Regions from separate parts of the Hordeum vulgare genome. Here regions 1 and 3 are each linked to region 2. A link is a contact called in public Hi-C data. All regions are on one chromosome and are shown on one strand. Each heading gives the region's core, a stretch centred on a gene start, on an enhancer-like site or on the middle of the called end of the contact. The rest is flanking DNA. Distances are from core to core; before and after follow the strand shown.

Region 1 (4,173 bases), core at 1,489-3,988, 400 kb after region 2:
CCTTTGCACTACCAGGGGCCCAGCGGTAGTACCGCTGGGGCCAGCGGTAGTACCGCTGCAGCTAGCGGTAGTACCGCTGGAGTGACAGCGGTAATACCGCTGGGGTGCCAGCGGTAGTACCGCTGCAGCCAGCGGTAGTACCGCTGGAGCTCGGGCAGAGAGTGGGGGTAACGGTCTGATTCTTCCCCCCACTATATAAAGGGGGTCTTCTTCCCCCTTGCCTTATCCATCTGTTGAGCTCTTGTTCTACCTCCATTGTTGACATTCTTAGAGCTTGATTACTCTCAATCCCTCCAATGACTCTTGCTTGCTCTTGAGGGAAAAGAGAGAGGAGATCTAGATCCACATCTCCACCAATCACTTTCTCCTCTATGTGAGGGGAACCCCTTGGATCTTGATCCTGGAGTTCTTTGTGAGCTCCTTGTTCTTCCTCTCATATTTCTCCATAGCTTTTGTTGTTGTGGAGGGATTTGAGTGTGAGGGACTTGACCACTTCGTGTGTTCTTGCCATTGCATTAGTTGCATCGGTTTGAGTTCTCCACGGTGATACGTGGAAGTGAGAAGTTGAGAAGCTTACTACCTTCGGTACTTAGTACCCTTGATATTGTTCTTCGTGGATGCTTTGGCGTCCTAGAAGCTTGGTGGTGTCCCGGAGCTCAATCATTGTGGTGTGAAGCTCCGGAAAGCGTCGGGGTCTCCAATAAGGTTGTGGAGATTGCCCCGAGCAATTTGTACGGGTACCGGTAACCGCCCCCAAGGGTTGCCACGTGTACGGGTTCGGTGACCGCCCCCAAGGGTTGCCACGTGTACGGGTTCGGTGACCGCCCCCAAGGGTTGCCATTTGTACGGGTTCGGTGACCGCCCCCAAGGGTTGCCATTTGTACGGGTTCGGTGACCGCCCTCAAGGGTCCCTTAGTGGAATCACGGCATCTTGCATTGTGTGAGGGCGTGAGGAGATTACGGTGGCCTTAGTGGCATCTTGGGGAGCATTGTGCCTCCACACCGCTCTAACGGAGATTAGCATCCGCAGGGGTGTGAACTTCGGGATACATCATCGTCTCCCCGTGCCTCGGTTATCTCTTACCCGAACCCTTTACTTATGCACTTTACTTTGTGATAGACATATTGTTTATTGTAATATATCTTGCTATCACTTAGTTGTTTATCCTGCTTAGCATAAGTTGTTGGTGCACATAGGTGAGCCTAGTTGTTTGTAGGTTTTGTGCTTGACATATTAAACGTTAGTTTTATTCCGCATTTGTTCAAGCCTAAACCTTAACTTTTTTAAAGCGCCTATTCACCCCCCCTCTAGGCGACATCCACGTCCTTTTCAACAGTCGTACTGTAGATGGATGATCCTGCTGTTTCTTTGTGTATACTTCAGTTTGTTATCGTCATCATTGTGAACATGATTGATCAACTTCATATGCTTGTTTTGACTCATGAACTTTACCCCGCTTAAATTTTAGCGCATGACAGCAATACCGGTTGCTCGGCTAAGTTTTAGTATTTCATCAGTTCAGTGGTTCCTGCTAGTTCGTGTCAAGTTACTTGGTAGTTTCTTTTCCTAGGGGCTGTGTCTGATTAAGTAGTTTTCCAGCGATTAAGTAGTTCTTGTTCAGTTATGATGTAGTACTAAACCGAGTTTGCATATGATCTTGTGATGGTTTAATCTGCAGGATCTTTATGTACTTTAGTTTGTTCTAGTCATCCTTACCATCTGCATATCTTGTGTTTTGCACCATGGATTGTGCAATATCTTTGATATCCCCCTTCCGGTTTTGACACGTGATGTGATTTTTTGAGAGAACTAGTCAGCATTTCTAGGATTGATAGCTATCTTGAATCATGACAAGCTCTTGTTACTTATGCAGATGTTGCTCGTGTTACTTATCCAGATGCTCTTTTCTAGCCTGGTCAGATATGTCTTGTTTTCAAGGATTACTCTTCAGCCCCGAAGCTGCTTCACTGCTTGAACTATTACCGAGGATTAATCTTTCTGAAATATTTTATGTCTAAATGCATAATGATTGAACAATTGCGAGTCCTAACTTTGGTTATGTAGCAATGGACGAGACGAGACAAGTATGCCTCATTAAATTTGTAATTTAAATTGTTGATTTTGAGCACTATGAGTTATCGGAACTATGTTCGAATGGATGGATGCAAAAATATTATCTTTTGTTTATGTTGTGGTACTGTTATATAAATAGAAAAATTATCTAATTTTATACGTGTGCAATATACGTGGGAGTGCAGTCTGTGCTGTTTTCAAGTCTGTATGTGCATATTTGAAAATTTATATTGTTAAAAGTGCACTTTGTGTTGTTGAAATTCCGTTGTTGTTGAAAGTTTGTGCTTTTGAAAGTTTAGGCTATGGCAGCCAGGTTACAAGGGTGGGAGAAAAACAACAATCCAAACGGAGGCTCGGAAGCGGAATGGAAATACAATCCTAACATGTATTTTGATTGTAGGCTAATATAATACAAGTACAAGGGTAAAATATTACAAGGGTACAGAAAAAACAACGTTCCAAACCCAGCCTTATGGTTTTACTACCGGATTTGCTGATCTGACTCGGGTTGGGGATCCAGACTTTGTTTTCGGATTGATTGCCAGCAAGATTGCTGAGCAGGTTCAGTAATGGAATGTCAGGTTCCGGTTAAAAAAAAAAAAACGTGTCAATGCGCACGGCAGCCCGCGAAGGAGTACGTATTTCTATCGGACCCCGTCCCAAATCCCCCAATCCCCACCCCAACCAAAATCGAAGCTTCCACCAAACGGCCGGCGTCCCCCCTCCCTCGTGAGGTAGCCCGGATCGAATTGCGGTCGTCTCGATCATCCGCTCGATTCGAGTCCGCCGAACGATTCGGGGGCGGGATCCGGAGGGGGAGATCTGTGCGCGCGGGCGGAGGCGATCGAGGGGAGCAGCCATGAGCGAGGTGTTCGAGGGCTACGAGCGCCAGTACTGCGAGGAATCCGCCTCCCTCTCCCGCAAGTGCACCGCGGCCTCCGCTCTCGATGGAGGTACGTGCCCACCCCCACCCCCCATGCCTAATTGCGCCGGGGGAGAAAATTTATCCCCCTTGTCGCTGCTCTTGGTTTCGTCGTAATAAACACGGTGAGATCTAATGCAGAGAAGAAGAAGCAGAGGCTCTCCGAGATCCAGTCCGGCGTGCAGGAAGCTGAATCGCTGGTAAATAAATACCTAGGCCTATTTTGCTTATATTATGGGTATCCTTTGGCTATATGTCTAATCCGATTCTGCTGCCTTACTTTCTGCCGCTGGGAAACTAGGATGTGATTTTGGGAGGTGTAGTAGTTGAATGTGTGGTTTGGGGGAAGTTCTGTAGATTGTCTGGGCTATGATACCGTATATGTCCTTCTTCCATTTATTTCTTTCATTCATATATTTACAGATTCGGAGGATGGACCTGGAGGCGAGGAATATGCCGCCGAGCGTGAAGGCGGGTTTGCTAGCTAAGCTGCGGGAGTACAAATCCGACCTTAACAACCTCAAGAGCGAGCTCAAGAGGATCTCGGCGCCCAATGCCAGGCAAACTACGAGGGAGGAGCTCCTTGAGTCTGGCATGGCTGACACACTCGCGGTAAGCTCTCTATTCCTTTTAATTAAAACGCTACATATATGCTGCGGATAACTGATAACTCTATTTATATACCTTCTAACTAATTAATGTGGTACTATTACGTTATCGGGTTTGTTGCTGAACTGATGATCAAAACTTCGAGTCATTTATTGATTATTCAGTTGTGGCAGTATCCCTATGGTGGTCACTAACAATATGGCGCTCATGATTAGACCAGTAGTCCCATATTTTGAACTTCTTTTGGGCTACTTATTTGTATAGTACTCCATCAATTCAATCTGTGTTGAACATGTTACTAAGCAGTACTTATAGTGCTGCACACTACTCGGTTCTGTTTAAATTGCGTGCAGTAACAAGGTTAACAATTTTGTGGTGTAGTATCTGACAGCATGCAAAATATGAACTTAAGTACTGTATACCTCACTTCAATTGTCTTATCAGTTGGGTCATTTCTATTTACCATCTTTCTGGTCCCCATATCGACATATTTGGATGTCGATATAGTCTGTTGAGTTGCGTTTTCTTTTATGCGTTGCAAAGAAGATGCTGTTTTTGAAAATGACGG
Region 2 (4,135 bases), core at 329-2,828:
TGGCAAGAAACAAAGTTTGTTATACCAGGCGCGGCTCTCTTCGACCCACAGACTCGGACGCCATTGACAAACACTTGACCCCCGGCGTCCCGTGGGTCACTACAAAGGTTGAAACAGACGCCTTGACGGCAGAGTCTCTGTACTGCTAGTACTGCCAATTGTGCTCCATCAACGTTTTAAATCAGCAGTGGCCGAGGATGGTCCACGGTAAATGATTACTAAATCATCCCGTCCATCACCACTGGGAATTCAAAAGGCCACGTTGCTCACAGTACAAGCAGCGCTGCCCGATGAGACAAAAGCAGATCATGACACTAGATCATCTTTTGTTTCTTTATCGAAAAGAGCCTGCCTTTTGTTCGGAAGAAACAAAACCGGTGAAATGGAGAGGACGAGGACTGGAGCGGAAATATCTGAGGAATCCGTCGGGAAAAGGACGGCGCAGCAAACAAACGGCGGTACCACCGCTAACTGTTCCTGAATCGAGCCGCGCCATGGCCGATCGCGCGAAATCTGTTGCGCGGGGTCGATCGCTGGTTAATGGTTTTGGAGTCGGGCGGTTGGCAGCTAGCTAGGAAATCGAGGTGTGCTCACTGCCCCGTGGTGACATGACACACGCACAGTGCAGTTTGTTCATGGTGGTCAAGCAGACGGCAGGAGGGAGGGAGAGGGACGGTAGTAATTAACCTGCAGGTCGTCGCGGTGCTCGTGGAGGATCCTGGCGGCGCCGAGCAGCATCGCCGTGTGCGCGTCGTGGCCGCAGGCGTGCATCTTCCCGGCCACCTTGCTCCGGTGCTCCCACTCCACTTCCTCCTGAAACGGATCAAACATAGCCAGGGGTTTCACTCGATCGGTGCCAGAATGCACAACTCTTTTTGTTGCTTTGATGATGCGCTGTGAGTGTAAACTGAAGCGCCACATGTTTCGGAATCCAATCCAGTGATGCAACTCCGGAAGCACGTCGGTTTGGGTTGAGGAACAGGAAGGCGTGGCAAGAGCATGGGGCGAGGAATCCAGTGGCATCGGCGGGGCAGGGACATCGCGGCACGTACGCACCTGGAGCGGGAGCGCGTCCATGTCGGCGCGCAGCGCGACGAAGGGCGGGCGCCCGGTGCCCACGGCCGCCACGACGCCGGTGCCGGCGACCGGGTGCTCGTACCGCACGCCCATGGCGTCCAGCTCCCTCCTCACCAGCCTGCTCGTCTCCTGCTCCTCGAACGCCAGCTCGGGACGCTCGTGGATGGCCCTCCTCACGCCGGTCATCCACGCCGCGAACTCGGGCCGCTTCGCCCGGTCGAGCACGTCGGCGCCGCCCGCCTCCGAGCACGCGGCATGGCACCACAGCGCGACGGCTGCGGCCAGCAGCACGGCGCGCGCGAGGAGGCCCATCGTACGGCGGCGCGGCGTGGCGATCGGTGGAGGACGAACGAAGCTGAGAAGACCGGCGGCTTGCGGTGTGGGTGGGTGTGGGAGGCCGCGCGTGCGCGAGCCGAGCCCGCGTGTGGTGCGCATATAGTACGGGTGCACGACCGCGACGTCTACCGCTTTGTATGGCCCTGTTTCTTCCTTTGTTTCTTGCTTCGCCGGGAGCTGCCGTGAGACGGACGGTAGTTGTGTGCGTGCCTATTCGCGCACGGGGCAAACGTGACTGAGGGCGACGTGCCGGCGGCGAAAGCAACACGTGTGTGAGGGAAGGGAAGCCATGGACGGAGCGTCGACGGCGACTATGGGCGTCGCCGGAGGCTCGGGAGCTTGACGAGATCGTGCGTACGTACGCGACGGAGTCATGCCACTGTGTGCCAAACGGGGAGCTCGGCCACGGCCAGTCGTCGGTGGTGGCGGGACTCGGGCAGTCGGGCCAACCAAATTGGATGTCTGTCTTGTGACTGGCTAACCACCATAGCCCAGCTCAATTCGATAGAAACAGCGTACTCCCTCCATTTCTAAATGTAAATCTTTTAAAAGATTTCATTAAGGATTTACATACGAAACAAAATGAACGAATCTACACTTTAAAATATGTCTATATTCAGATATATTTTTTAAAAGTACTACCTATTTTGTACCAAAATAGAAAAGCATATCTCAAAATTGAAAATAACCAAAAATAGCACCCCGTCGGCCTCTGGTGGGCCGAAGTGGGGCCTGTCGGCCGGCGGGAGGCCGAAGAGGGCCGGTCGGCCCATGAGTGACCGAAGAGCCTGCTGTCGGCCCACGGCTGGCCGAAGAGGACCTGTTGACCTTCACCAGGCCGAAGAGCACCTAGATAAGGCCCCCTCCTTCCTTTCTCCTCTGACCACTCTTTTCGTCCTCCCTGTCTTCCAGGCTCCCCAGCTCCACCTCCCACTCCCGTTGCTCTCTCGTACTTTCACCCCCGCGCCGATCTCTTCGCTCGTCCAACCATTTTCGTATCCAACTTGCGTAAACAATATATCAGGGCTCTCTCCATAGGCCTGCGATATTTTTTGCTTCCAACTCAATCAAATGTCAACTTTCAACTCGGTTGTCGATTCAGTTCTTATTGGTCACCGTTAGTTTGCACGTAAATGGCTTGCCCATTTTGTCGAGCTCGAGATGACCCTTGTTCTTCCTTTGATTCGAGTGCGTCTGTATTTACTGTTGTGCTGGATAGTCGATGTTCAAGGCGTGTTGTAAGGTTCTATATCTTATTTATCTGACTGTGGCATATGGTTGATGTTGTTTTGGTTGGAATGTATTCGAATGCCTTTGTTTATATGATTATGATGTTTGTTTTCATTCTTGTTGTAGTATGTTCCGTGCAGTATTAGATCACATCCTGCTCGGTACATTGAGGAGTGCAAAGCTTTAGCTATTCGAAGAGGTGACACAGATATTGATCTTGCTCTTCACAACAGTGAGGGTAACTTATACCATGTCCTGTTTAGACATGGTCGGATGAGCAGTAAATTCCATGGTTCTTCATGGGAGGAACTTGTGAATGATTATGGTCTCCGTCATCGTGACATGATAACTGTTAGGCTTGAGCACTATGGAACTATGATTGGTGTCAATTTTCATCGGGATGGTATTATGTTGTTCCCTTTACCCAGTGTTGGTAAGTTATTTGTTGGACTCATTTTCAATTTTGTTTCAGCATATACGTTTGATGTTCTGCTCAGTTTGTGAAATTATTTTTTGTAGCTCTTGAGGATCTGGGTAAAACTCATAGGGAACTTGTTGACAGTTGTTTTTATAGTCGTGGTGTCACTCTGAATTATCATCAAATGCATGTCATGTCGCGACAACTCTTTGATGACAACTACATATTGTGTACTCCTTTTGTTCATAGGATGGATTCCATGAATGTTATTTCTCAACATATGGTGAGCTTTGGTTTCGGGTATTTTTTATTTATTTGTTCTTTGTTCTAGCATACCGTTTGAAATTTGTAAGTTAAATATCATATATCTTGATGTTTTTTGTCAGGTTATTTCTAGCATGGTTGTGAGGAGTTTGAAGGAATTTGTGTCAATTCCTAGGACTGGTTCTTTAACTCTTGAAATTACTTTGGATTCTGAAGATGATGATATATCCGTGAGCATTCCTTGTTCCTACTTTATTGGCTTGGGTGGTACAATGATGTTGAAGAAGGAAGGTTTCAGTAATTTTCTTCTGGCATCGTCTATTGAAGTCAACAATTTGATGCTCATAACCTTCAAAGAGCGTGAACATGAGCTAGATGTTGTTTTCAGCCATATGCCATAGTGATCGTACTGTCTCGCCCTACTATCCCCCCATTTTCTTTTCCCGCCTACTATCCCGCCATTTTCTTTCCCGGCATACTCTGCCGCCACTTTTTTCCCGCCATTCTTTACCGCCATTCTCTGCTGCCACTTTCTTGTAGTTTAGTCGTGCCTTTTTAATTAGCATGTTTAATTCAGTTGGATGCATTTAGTTTGCAGTACAAGTATTATCTCGATAAACCAATTTTCCATTGAAATAGAACATGGATATGTCTCATACATGAATATGTCTCATACACGAATATGTCCCATACATAAAATAGACATATGTCTCATACATAATTAGATAGTCATGTCTCATACATAGATAACTATATCACTCCTGGCGACGGCGAATCTTGAGCTTCCTCGGACGAGGACCGGAAGGCGAT
Region 3 (4,448 bases), core at 41-2,540, 260 kb before region 2:
CAGACAATAGAAACAGATTATTTTGCTTTAAATCTGGGCACACAATGCTATGAACAAGGAAATTTCATTATTAAGAAAAAAAAGTTTCGTTTGTAGTTCAACAAAGCACTGCTATCCAAAGAATCAGGTCACAGAAACAAAAGTATACTAGAATGCATCCATATGTAAGATGTATATATATAATTAAAAATGAATGTGGTTCCTCGTACTTAAAGTGCACTCCCTCCATTTCCTTTTTACTCCGCATATTAGGTTTGTCTTAAAGTCTTTGGAAGTTTCACCAAGTGTGTAGAAGAAAAAAAACATCAACATTCACAATACCAAATCAAATATCATCATATCGATCATGGAGTATATTTTCATATTGTATTCATAATTATGGATGTTGATAATTTTTAATATATATTTGGTCAATTTTTAGGCTTAAGAGAAACCTAATATGCGGAGTGAAAAGAAACGGAGGGCGTGCAACTAAAATCTGACATAACGAGGAACGACATCAGCTATACAAGAGGTTGTACTCACAATGCCGTATATCAAGTAGCGGAAACAGGTAAACCGCTCTCGCCAGCTAAAGAGGGAACCATCAGGCTGCCTGACGAATGCTGCCACCTGTTCCCATTCGAACTGAAGCTCCATTCCTGAAGGAAGATTAACAATCAGCACATGAGCACATTGCCGACCCAACTGATGCCCGCATCTCAAATAGTTAGCGCATTAGTTGAGTTACCGATGTAGGTAAGCTTCTTCATCTGCATCTCAGCAGCGGCTCTGCCCAGAATCCCCATGGGCGCAGACAGCTAAATTGGAAAAGCAAACCACGGCCACTATAAATCAATTTGAGGAGTTGGTAACGGGAGCACTTTAATCTCTGGGTTTTCTCTCGGAAATCGCCTCATTAGTTGGAATTAGGGCACCATGGCAAACCGAATTCAAAAAGGGAAAAAGGCAGCCCCGCACTGACCTTGATGAACTCGGCGAGGACGCCGCGGACGCGCTCGACGAGCAGGCCGGCGCCCTCGAGGTCGCGCACGAGGCGCGCCACGCAGTCGTCTCCCGCCTCGGCGGCCGCGGCGCGCGAGAGCTTGGGCACGACGATGCCGACCTCGAAGTCCGTGGCCTCCTCCCCTCCCCCTCCATCCCCTCTCCCTCCCCGTGCCCCCATGTCCGCCTATCAGGCGCGGTGGTGGCGGCGAACGGCGACGGGCGCGAGGAAACGGATCCGCATACGGGAAGGGAGAAGAGGGGAGAACGATGGCAGCGCAGAGGAGGAATAAACAACGAAATCGAGAGGGGAAAAAATGGCGTTGGGAACGGCGGAGAGAGAGAGAGAGGCGGGGGGCAACGGATTAGGAGGGGCACCGGTTTCCTGCACTTAATTCGATTTTCGACTTGATTAACAAGCGTTGGAAAAATGAGAGAATAAATAGTATAGCTTGATTAGCAAGTTATTTAGTAGAATTAAGCAAGGCGCGCCGGTGCCTGTGGGCGTTAATTAAGTGGCAATTTCGGGGGTGGGATTTGAACGGACGGGGGAGAGAGAGAGGGTGGGAGGGAGATTGGGAGGCGTGCGTGCCACTGACTGGCAACAGCGCGGAGGAAGTGATTTTCGAAAGCTGTGGGTGTGTGGGGCCGTTGAGTACGGGCCTGTTGGTGGAAAGCGAATGACAGGTGGGCCTTGTTGCCAACGGGCCACGTGACCTGTGAAGTACGGGCGCGTGCAGGAGAGACCCCCTTTTTTTTTTTCCTTTCCCTGCGCGGGTGGGAGGCGACCGATGAGATGACCAGGCGGAGGTTTCGACGGAACGGCAACTAGTTTAGGAAGAGACAGTGCGGCTGAAAGAGGAGCCAGCTGGTTCTTTCGGCCTGTCCGTCCCTGCGAGTGCGAGGAGTGGCGTGTCGACGTGTCGGGAGCAACTTTCGGTTTTGTTTTGGTCGTCATGGTAGATGGTATTGCTATCAGCTATGCTTTGCTTTCGGACGGACGAACGGATAGCTGTCTGTGTTGTCCGAACCCCACGTGAGGATAATTTTAACACACGATTTTAAACGGATGTCCATTTTATTTGGATTTCGTCCGTTTAGGATGGAAATAGGGTCATGCCGCCCGGATCTATGTTTGCACCGGTCGAACTTCCAAGGCGCGGTCGCATCTTCGTCCACATCTCGTCCGCATAATATTTTTATTATTATTTTCATCAAAGTTTTTTTTGAACATTGGAATACATTCACCAAATCTTGTCTAGAATAGCAAGAAAGAAAAACAAGAACTATAAAAATATATTTTAAAATATATTCAACTTTCATAACTTCACCTGTAAGTTGGGTTAATGCTTTCTCGATGCATTTGTTATTGATTTGCGGAGTCTTGATTTCGCAAACTTCTTTCTTCTTCGAGTCTAAAGAATTAAACGTTGCTTCTTCACGTCTAGTCTTATCTCTATCATGTAGACTAGTAAGAAGTGCACGAACATCTACTAAATTGCGCACTATCGGCAGATCGATGTATTCTTCCTCCTAAAAACAAAAGTTACACCCATCCTACACAATAAAAAAATGTAAGCAAAACAAGCCGAATCCAAAGCTCAACTGAAGCTAAACTAGCACATACCCCCATCATTTTTGCACTTGACGAACACACATCCGGGATGTTCAGCGTGTTAGACACGCGAAGCGGGACCTTCACTAGACAGTTGTCGCACTTTATGAGCGGCACCGGTGCGCCGACGAGCATTTGGGCCAGGACCGAGCCCGGACGACGGTCGTTGGTGTATTTACCGGCAAATCGGTAACGGGGTAGATCCGAGCGGCTAGAGGCGGAGTGAGTACCTGCATGCGGCCTGGGGACTTTGCCGGGGCTGTGCGGGCTTGCACCCGGCCAGTCCATGGCACGCCGCGACCTCCAATGGCCTGCCGCGCTCTAATCCGGCGAGATCCGCTACAAATCCAGCCGCCGGTTGCGTTGAGGCAGGTGCGGGGGTTGGGAAGGTCGTGGTGTGGAGAAAACATGGCGGGGCACGCATTCGTGCTGAGCAGCTTGACGACCGAGATAAATGGCAGTGGATGCGGCTAGGGACGAGAAGGGGGAGGGGCGGGGTGTGCGACCGGAGTTGGGGGGAACAGAAAAAGGGGTGGTTGTGTCATCGACTGGCGAGCCAGGAGAGGACAAGAGCACGCGTCCCGCCCATCCGCGTGTTGTGCGTTCCGCCTGGGTCACGAATGGGTCGAAAGCTGACCGAAAACGGACAACTCCAATCCATGACCCCAAAACATATGCTCATGTCCGTTTCGGGGTAAACGGACATAAACTGCAGTCCAATGCGCGAGAGCAAACACATGAATGTCCAGTTTCGGTCCGATTTCAGCCCATTCCCGATCCAAGTTCGGGTCGCATTTGCGGCGAAACGGACAACATGCGGACGTGCGATATGTGCACTCTTGTTCTCCCCTGGTCCGCCCATCCGGGACACACCGCTCCAACTTTCCCTCTAGTTCGCCCAAACCCTCCCCCGCGCCCCTCTCCTCCCTCCTTCATGGATGGTGATGTGACGAACCCCGGCGATGCGGTCCCGACCGCACGCCCTGTGGCAAAGAAGAAAGGTCCCAAGGGTCCCAGGAAGCCTCTGTCCGAGCTCACGCCGACACAGATGTCCAAACTCGATGCCGAATTGGCAAAGAGGAGGGGCAGACGGACAAAGGCGACGCAGATGAAGGCGGTTGCGAACTACACCATCGAGGTTGTCGCATGACGTGAAGCACAACATCTTGCCGACATCGATGAGAAGGAATCCATCATCTCCAAGCGCACACCCTACTCATGCTAGGGTTGGCACGACCTACCGGCCATCCTCTCGGTCGCTGCCATGGCCGCCGCGAGCACGAGATCGTCGGTAGCTCGTCCTCCTTAGTATAGGTCCCCAAGCTCGTCCACCACGCCCAGTCCACCGCCTTACGGCCACGGACAGACATGGTTCTCCATGTCGCTGGAGTGCAGCGTGGTCGCTGCGGCCACACCCGTGGGTGTCATCGACCTGAACGTGATGCCATGGTATAGTGGCGCTGGATACATGTTCGATTGGACGCAAAGGAAGCAATCCTAGTTGTTTCCGATGGCAAGCATGGCCGGCACCCGCAAGTTGTTTGACGAAATAGCACAAGCAACGCCCACAGTCGATGACCTTGATTGCTTAGCGTTCATGAAGAGCATCATCTTCGAGGGCTGTAACGAGGCCTTCCACCTCGACAGCCAAGGGCAGGTTTTCGATCCTGACGAGACCCAGAGCTAGGACGGCCACGAACACTATGCCGACACTGAATTCGTCGGCCATAATGAAGAGGAGGATGACCATGGCAACTCATGGCACGAAGATGATGACTTGTATTATGAAGATGAGGAGGACGAGCTCGACATTTCACATAAGCCATTGGTGTTTATTGATGAGCTCATC

The links. Hi-C and Micro-C count contacts between places; a contact is called where the count stands out from the background.
Region 1: a contact with region 2 is called in a Hi-C map of seedling, with 7 times the contacts expected there. The contact joins the promoter of LOC123444230 here to the promoter of LOC123444229 in region 2. A contact is called at or near these places in 3 of 6 Hi-C or Micro-C datasets (leaf and seedling).
Region 3: a Hi-C map of leaf shows a contact between it and region 2, with 3 times the contacts expected there. The contact joins the promoter of LOC123444227 here to the promoter of LOC123444229 in region 2. A contact is called at or near these places in 4 of 6 Hi-C or Micro-C datasets (leaf and seedling) and 1 of 1 datasets of contacts at active chromatin or transcription factors (embryo).

What each region holds. Positions count from the first base shown.
Region 1 is chr3H:456,464,274-456,468,446 of MorexV3_pseudomolecules_assembly, forward strand. LOC123444230 (vesicle transport v-SNARE 13-like) reads left to right here and starts at 2,739. Exons shown (of 5, transcript XM_045120890.1): 1 at 2,739-3,027; 2 at 3,138-3,196; 3 at 3,420-3,608. The coding sequence starts at 2,934.
Region 2 is chr3H:456,065,691-456,069,825 of MorexV3_pseudomolecules_assembly, forward strand. It overlaps LOC123444229 (IAA-amino acid hydrolase ILR1-like 2), which reads right to left and starts at 1,579. Exons shown (of 4, transcript XM_045120889.1): 1 at 1,057-1,579; 2 at 688-813. The coding sequence starts at 1,512.
Region 3 is chr3H:455,801,517-455,805,964 of MorexV3_pseudomolecules_assembly, forward strand. LOC123444227 (anoctamin-like protein Os01g0706700) reads right to left here and starts at 1,291. Exons shown (of 16, transcript XM_045120887.1): 1 at 965-1,291; 2 at 731-800; 3 at 526-641. The coding sequence starts at 1,165.